2 separate regions of the Capra hircus genome follow, and region 2 is linked to region 1. Evidence: chromatin contacts called from public Hi-C data. All regions are on one chromosome and are shown on one strand. Each heading gives the region's core, a stretch centred on a gene start, on an enhancer-like site or on the middle of the called end of the contact. The rest is flanking DNA. Distances are from core to core; before and after follow the strand shown.

Evidence for each region. A called contact is a pair of places that touch in the nucleus more often than the background predicts.
Region 2: a contact with region 1 is called in a Hi-C map of blood, with 3 times the contacts expected there. The contact joins the promoter of LOC102177994 here to the enhancer-like site in region 1. A contact is called at or near these places in 2 of 5 Hi-C or Micro-C datasets (both in blood).

What each region holds. Positions count from the first base shown.
Region 1 is chr13:65,219,615-65,222,760 of ARS1.2, forward strand. MYL9 (myosin regulatory light polypeptide 9) reads left to right here. Exons shown (of 4, transcript XM_018057813.1): 3 at 151-312; 4 at 1,268-2,061. The coding sequence ends at 1,440. Among named protein-coding and RNA genes, the nearest start is that of MYL9, 7.9 kb to the left of the region's middle. Within about 2 kb of position 1,622, at least 1 of the 5 cell types and tissues checked has an H3K27ac peak or open chromatin away from gene starts, as enhancers often do.
Region 2 is chr13:65,270,725-65,273,870 of ARS1.2, forward strand. It overlaps LOC102177994, which reads left to right and starts at 1,579. Exons shown (of 4, transcript XM_005688679.3): 1 at 1,579-1,899. The coding sequence starts at 1,786.

The DNA of each region.
Region 1 (3,146 bases), core at 372-2,871:
CAGTACATGAGGCCGCAGGGTCAAGACACAACTGAGTGACTGCCCTTTCACACTTTTCAACAGCTTACTAAATTTACTCTCTCTTGTCTATGGGGCTATGCGGGGAGGGGACGGGAGGTGAGAGCAGGCACGGATGGCCCTTCCCCACAGGGAAGAACCCCACGGACGAGTACCTGGAGGGCATGATGAGCGAGGCCCCGGGGCCCATCAACTTCACCATGTTCCTCACCATGTTTGGGGAGAAGCTGAACGGCACAGACCCCGAGGATGTGATCCGCAACGCCTTCGCCTGCTTTGACGAGGAGGCCTCAGGTCAGTCAGCAGCCTCGGGACAGAGGCCTGGATGGGGCTGGGGCTGCACACCTCGCCTGGACACCCCGCGTATGCAAGTGGCACCCAGCTGCGCTGGCACCTCAGGGCGCCCCTCTGCCTCCAAAGGCCAGGACAGAGATCATCTGTCCACCTGTTTCTGCCACCTGAACGATAAAAGCTGCTTCCTTGTTTTGTCCCCGCCAAAGGCTAAACTGAAACAGCCCACATCCCGTAAGCCTTCCCACTTCTTAGCTCTCCTGTTGGCTCAACGCACTGGCTTCTGCTTTTGACCCTTCCAGAAACCAAACCATCTCAGGCCCGCGGGCCAACAGGTTACAGAAACCAGCGCCCCCCACCCTCAGGTCCTCCAAAGGGCTTCCCAGCCACCGCGGGTCTCTCCCAGGGACAGGCCTGTGGGACGCCGCTGGCAGTAGCCGCTTCAGCAGTTTCTCAGGGGCCAGAGGCGCACCACAGGCCTAAGCAGGTCAGAACCTTTTCCTGACTGTGTCACAGCTCCCTAACTAGGTTGGCATATTTTCCTCCCCATTTTCCAGATCAAACAGGCAGAGAAAGGTTAAGTAACTTGCCCAAGGTCACACAGCTAGAAAGAAGAGATCAGCATTCAGACGCAGGCAGTGGAGCTCTGGGGCCCAGGTTCTTCAAGCAGCACCGTCAGCACCCCCACAGCCCCAGGCAGGGCCTCCCCAACCCTCACAGCCCCAGGGCCCCCATCCCCACCCCCACAGAAACACCTCGCAGACAGCCCCACTGCAGAACTGTTCCCGCTGGGCCCTGGTGACCTCGAACTGAACAGACACCAGGACTGTGTCTTTTCCCGGCGCCCCCGCCCCCCGCCTCCAGCTACAAGGTCTGTGAGTCCTGGGGGGGCCCCGGGCAGGGGGTGTGAGGTGTGTCTCAAGGCCCTGGCCCTGTGCCCCCTCCACCCCCGCCCCAGGTTTCATCCATGAGGACCACCTTCGGGAGCTGCTCACCACCATGGGTGACCGCTTCACAGATGAGGAGGTGGACGAGATGTACCGAGAGGCGCCCATTGATAAGAAAGGCAACTTCAACTACGTGGAGTTCACCCGCATCCTCAAACACGGCGCCAAGGACAAGGACGACTAGGCCATCCCAGCGCCCCGTGCCCGGCCCCTGTCCCAGCCACCTGCTCCCACATACACCGTCTGCACCGGCTCCGTGCCCAGGAGCCCAGAGCCCCCTCTCAGAGGACTCTCCCCCTGAGGGGCCGGGGGCCCAGCTCCGAGTGAAGGAAACGACTGAGAAAGCACAGCACCAGGCCAGGGGCAGAGCCAGCGGGAGGCCGGTGACCCTCCGAGGAAACCCCATCTTCTCGGGAGCTGGGCCAGGGGGCTGGCCCGGGAGGCCCCGAGGAGAGCCCCGGCCTCGGCTGTTGCCTGCCCGCTTCCAGCTGCTCCCCACAGGAAGGGCGCTGTGTCCTGGTCTGGGACACCACTCCACTTGCACCCCCCCCGCAAGCCCTTCCCCAGCCACTGCCACAAACACACGAATCTCACCGAGGTCCCCTCTCAGAGGACAGGGTGCCACTCCCCTCCCCGACACCGTGCCCGGCCACGAGAACACACCCCACCCCACCGGGAGTGTGCTCTGGAAGATGCAAGAGGGCGGACGTTTCGTCTTGGGGAGGCAGAGCCTAATAGAAGGTTGAGCATTGCTTTGGGTGTGTATGTCTGTGGCTGGGGTGAAATAAAGGTGCCCTGAGGCCCCAAACACCGCCCACCCTCTTCTTCCCCAGTGGCTGCCCCGTCTGTCCTTCCTTCCACCTTCTGACTACCAGCCCAGGGAAGGCTCAGCTGAGACGAGACCAGCTGCGGGAGCAGGCAGATCCTGAGGGGAGAAGCTCTGCTGGGAGGGAGAGGGCAGAGGGGGCAGGACCCACCACAGCAAACCCCAGTGGGGGTTCTGGGGCTCTGAGAGGGCAAGAGTCAAGGTCACAGCCTTCAGGACTAGAGCCTGGTCTCCAGGGTCCCCTCAATGCTCCTGGGGAACCAGGTGGTCCTGGAAGAGCAGGGAGGCTTTGGGAGCTGTGAAGAGGGGATGGAGATGAGAAAGAACGGATTCCCTGCAGGCAGCTACCAGGTGTCTGGGTGCACTGGAGGGTCGGTTCTGCCACGTGACCAGCAGCACAGTAAGCCACAGCTTTTCACATCCCACATGTGTGAGAGACCAGCAGGACCGGGGTCCCTGTTACAGTTGACAGTGGGGACACTGATGATGGTGCCTGGAGCCTAAGAGGAAGGGAAATAAATGCTGGTTGAATGAACAGAGAGACAGGGACAGGGACCACCTGAGGCCACCCCCCAGCAGGTCTGGGGCAGAGCGAGAGCTGATCCCTGGCCTCTGGACCTTCCATGGGGTTCAGACCAGGACTGGACACATCCCATCTGCACCCAGCAGGGAGCAGGTGCTGCTGCCTTCCCTAAAGGTCACCCAGAGCCAGCCAGCCACAAAGGTATGAGGTCAGAGCCAAAGGAGCACCGAGCACTAAGGGGACCCTGCATCGGCCTAGGAAGCCAAACCTCCTCCAGGCTGCTGCCCCAGCGTAGGTACCCAGCCCTTTCCAGTGGAAAGCCACGAAAGCCCTTCTCTTGCCTCCAAACTGAGCCCCACAACTCCCTGAGGTCAACTTTAGATGGAGCCAGCCCCAAAAGGGTCCAAATGCTCCCCAGACTCAGTCCTAACCACACCATACCCTTGACTCTGACCCCAGACTGTGGGCCCTGAGCAACCCTCATCCCAACCTGACACTGAGCTTGGCTACCCACTCACTGGGACCAGTTCCCGGGACTCCC
Region 2 (3,146 bases), core at 329-2,828, 51 kb after region 1:
TCACTTTTCAATAAAACTGGAAGAACCTTATTCAGCACGAGTCTCCCCTTCCGACCCTAACTTGTGGATTTATTCCTCACCAATAGCAGACGTGGTTTCATCTCCTGGAATACTCTCCTCCTTTCCCCTCCCTCTTCCTCTTCTTAACTCCTACTCTTCCCTCCGAGTTCAGTTCCCTAACAGCCCACATCAGATTCCCCATTACAATCCTCTGCCACTAGACCCAGCAGGCTAAAAACTTAACTTTTTCTGTCTTTGGCTCCAGGCCAGGTATTCTTCCAACATTCTGGGATAGAATGATCTGTCTCCAGCACTGCATGCCATCAGGGAGTCTGTAAAATAGGTTTTATATCAGTGATGCATGTCCAAACTGGAGTGAGCTGGTTAGGCTTTACTCTAGGTTTGCATAGGGGAGATGGTTCAGAGGAGGGAGGGCTGATAATGTGAAAGTTAGGACGAAAGGTGTACACCCATGTCAGGTATATGGCCATACCACCAGGTGAGGACAAAGTAATGTCTGTTGCAGTATCATCTCTGGCGCCCCTCTGGTTTGCGGGGTCTTTTTTCAGGTACCAGGGATTGAACCAAATTCCACGGGAGAGAAAGCATATCGAGTTCTAACCACTGGACCTGCAGGAAACTCCCCAGGGTGCAGATTTTGAAATCAGACAGACCCAGATACTAGCTGAGTGGTTCAGAGCAGGTTACTTTGCCTGTATAAACCTACCACACAGGACTCATGCGCCTTGTTACTTTGCACAGTGTGCGCAGGGCACCACCTGGCGGGCTGGCTGAAACTCTGATTATGGGCCCCACCCCAGAATTTCTGATTCAATGGGTCTGAGTGGGATCTGAGAATCTGAATCTCTAATCAAATTCCCAGGTAATGCACCTGCTGCTGGTCCAGAACCACACTTGTGAACCACTAACCAAGCGCGTAGCAAGGACACGCTCGCTGGAAGAATGCTCAGATATTCTGATGCCACCTTTCTCCCCTGAGGAGTCCTCAGCTGGTTCCAACACGCTCGAAAGCCTTAGAAAATCATTTCCCCTCTTTGGATCTCAGGGCTCACATCTGTCAAAAGAGGACGCTAGGCATTTAGAGACACTAAAGTTACTACTACACAAAACAATGAACTTTTTGAACAAGGTCCTAAGGGACTTGCAAGGTTCGGGGAAAACAAGCAAGGGCTAAACCCTGAGGGGCAACTTGGGGCCCCCGGGGAGCAAGGCTTGGGCTCCAAAGGACGCCTCGGGTAAGGCAGGGCCGTGTTCTGCCCCGCTGCTCGAGGGACAAGCTGTGGCGGACTGGATGAAGCTCCTGTTTAACCTCGCCTTCCTCGGTGACATCGTTCTTATGCTTCCGCTGCGCCTCCTGGCGCTCATGGCGTCGTCGTTACCAAGATTGTCCCTTCCCTCTCACCTTACTGCGGGGTCAGCGGAAGCTTGCCGTCACGTCCCCGCGCATAATGCGCTTGCGCCGAAGCGGCGTCTGGTCCTGCGTTCGGACAGCTGCGCGGCCGCTGATTGGCTGCGTATGCACGTCTGCGGGAGGAGGACGCGCGGCGCTGCGTGGCTCCGCCTTCCGCGCGCTTGGTCTCTACCGAGCCAACAGAGCCCGGGTGTTTGGCCAAGTGCAGGCTGCCGGAGGGGCGCCGCTGAACCGATCCGCTGAGCCTGTCGCTGTCGCCGCCACCGCCGACCCGCGCTCCGTGACCCGCGACCCCGACCCCTTTTAGATCGGCCCGCGCGCCCCAGGCCCGGCCCGGGCGGCGCGACGGGAGGATGAGCGGCGGGCGGCGGAAGGAGGAGCCGTCTCAGCCGCAGCTGGCCAACGGGGCCCTCAAAGTCTCTGTTTGGAGCAAGGTGCTGCGGAGCGACGCGGCCTGGGAAGACAAGGTGCGGTGGGGCCTAGCGGGGGCGCACGTTCGAGGAGCCAGCTGGGACTCGGGGACGAAAGGACAGGCCCGATCCTGCCCCTGCCCCGGTCCGGGCCTGGCCGAGTGTTCGGGGTGGCGGGGCGAGTGGCCCAAGGATGGCGGGGCGAACTGCGCGGGCCCAGCTGTCAGGCTCGGGGCTCATCACAGAGTGGTCGAAGGGTGAAATCGCCTGGGTCACTCGGGAAGCCGCGAGGAGGGGTGGAGGAGTTGTCCCCTCAGGCAGGTCGCTGCCTGAACAGCAAAACTGAGCTGAGTTCGATTCCATCTCCGTCTTTTAGTGCCAGCAGGATCTTGAGTAAGTGACTGATGTTGTACCAGCGTCGTTGGCAGGAGCAGTAACCAGAGCAGACGTCTATTGAATACTTACTATGTGTCCGGTTCTCTCTGTGTATCATCTCACTTGAGTCTCAAAAAAAACTCTGAGGTGGGGTACCTGCTGCGTTAAAGTGCTTAGCACATAGTGAGGCTCACCAAAGGTGAGCTGCCATTGCTTTCCTGTCAAATGAGAAAACTGAATACCCTAATAAGTGTGAGAGTTAAGAGGGGAGACTGAGACCACCTTTCAGGGGTGAGCGTTAGTGCATGTGTGTGGTGGGGAGTATGGGTGGAAGAGACACCACCAAATGTGTGTGAGGAATGGTTGGGGAACTTCAGGATGTCCTTAGTGGTCACATGCATTCAGAAGATCTGAGTGTGAGCGCTTCCCCACCTCTGCTCCATGGTGGGGAAGGAACTATTGCACATAGCTTGATTCCAGTTGGCCTGAAAAGATTGTTGTACCTGCAGTCTTTCCCTTTTTTTTTTTTTGGAATGATGAAATAGGTTTTCCTGGGGTTCTGTAAGGGGGCGGGGGTGAATGGGAGGCACTTCCTGAAAGTGCCCTTGTCCTGCCCAGCTGCCGTGAAACCTCCCTGATTTGCTGTGTCATGGCTTGCTTTCTTTGTGTAAGGACTGGTTTCTGCGGTCCAGGAAAGGTCAGAAACCTGAATCTTCCATGTTCCTGTATGAAAATTAGATGTGCTGGCACCTTCTTCACTTTGGTTTCTAATTCAGCCTCCTCCTTTGTGACTGACTTAGAATTCCTTGTGTGGGGAAGTGGTAGTGAATCGGTTCACAGTCAGCCCTTCCGCCTGTGGCTAGTCTGTCCAGGTATCCCCAGGTCACATAACTGGCCAGTAGCTCAGTAACTGTCACAGCGATTTCATT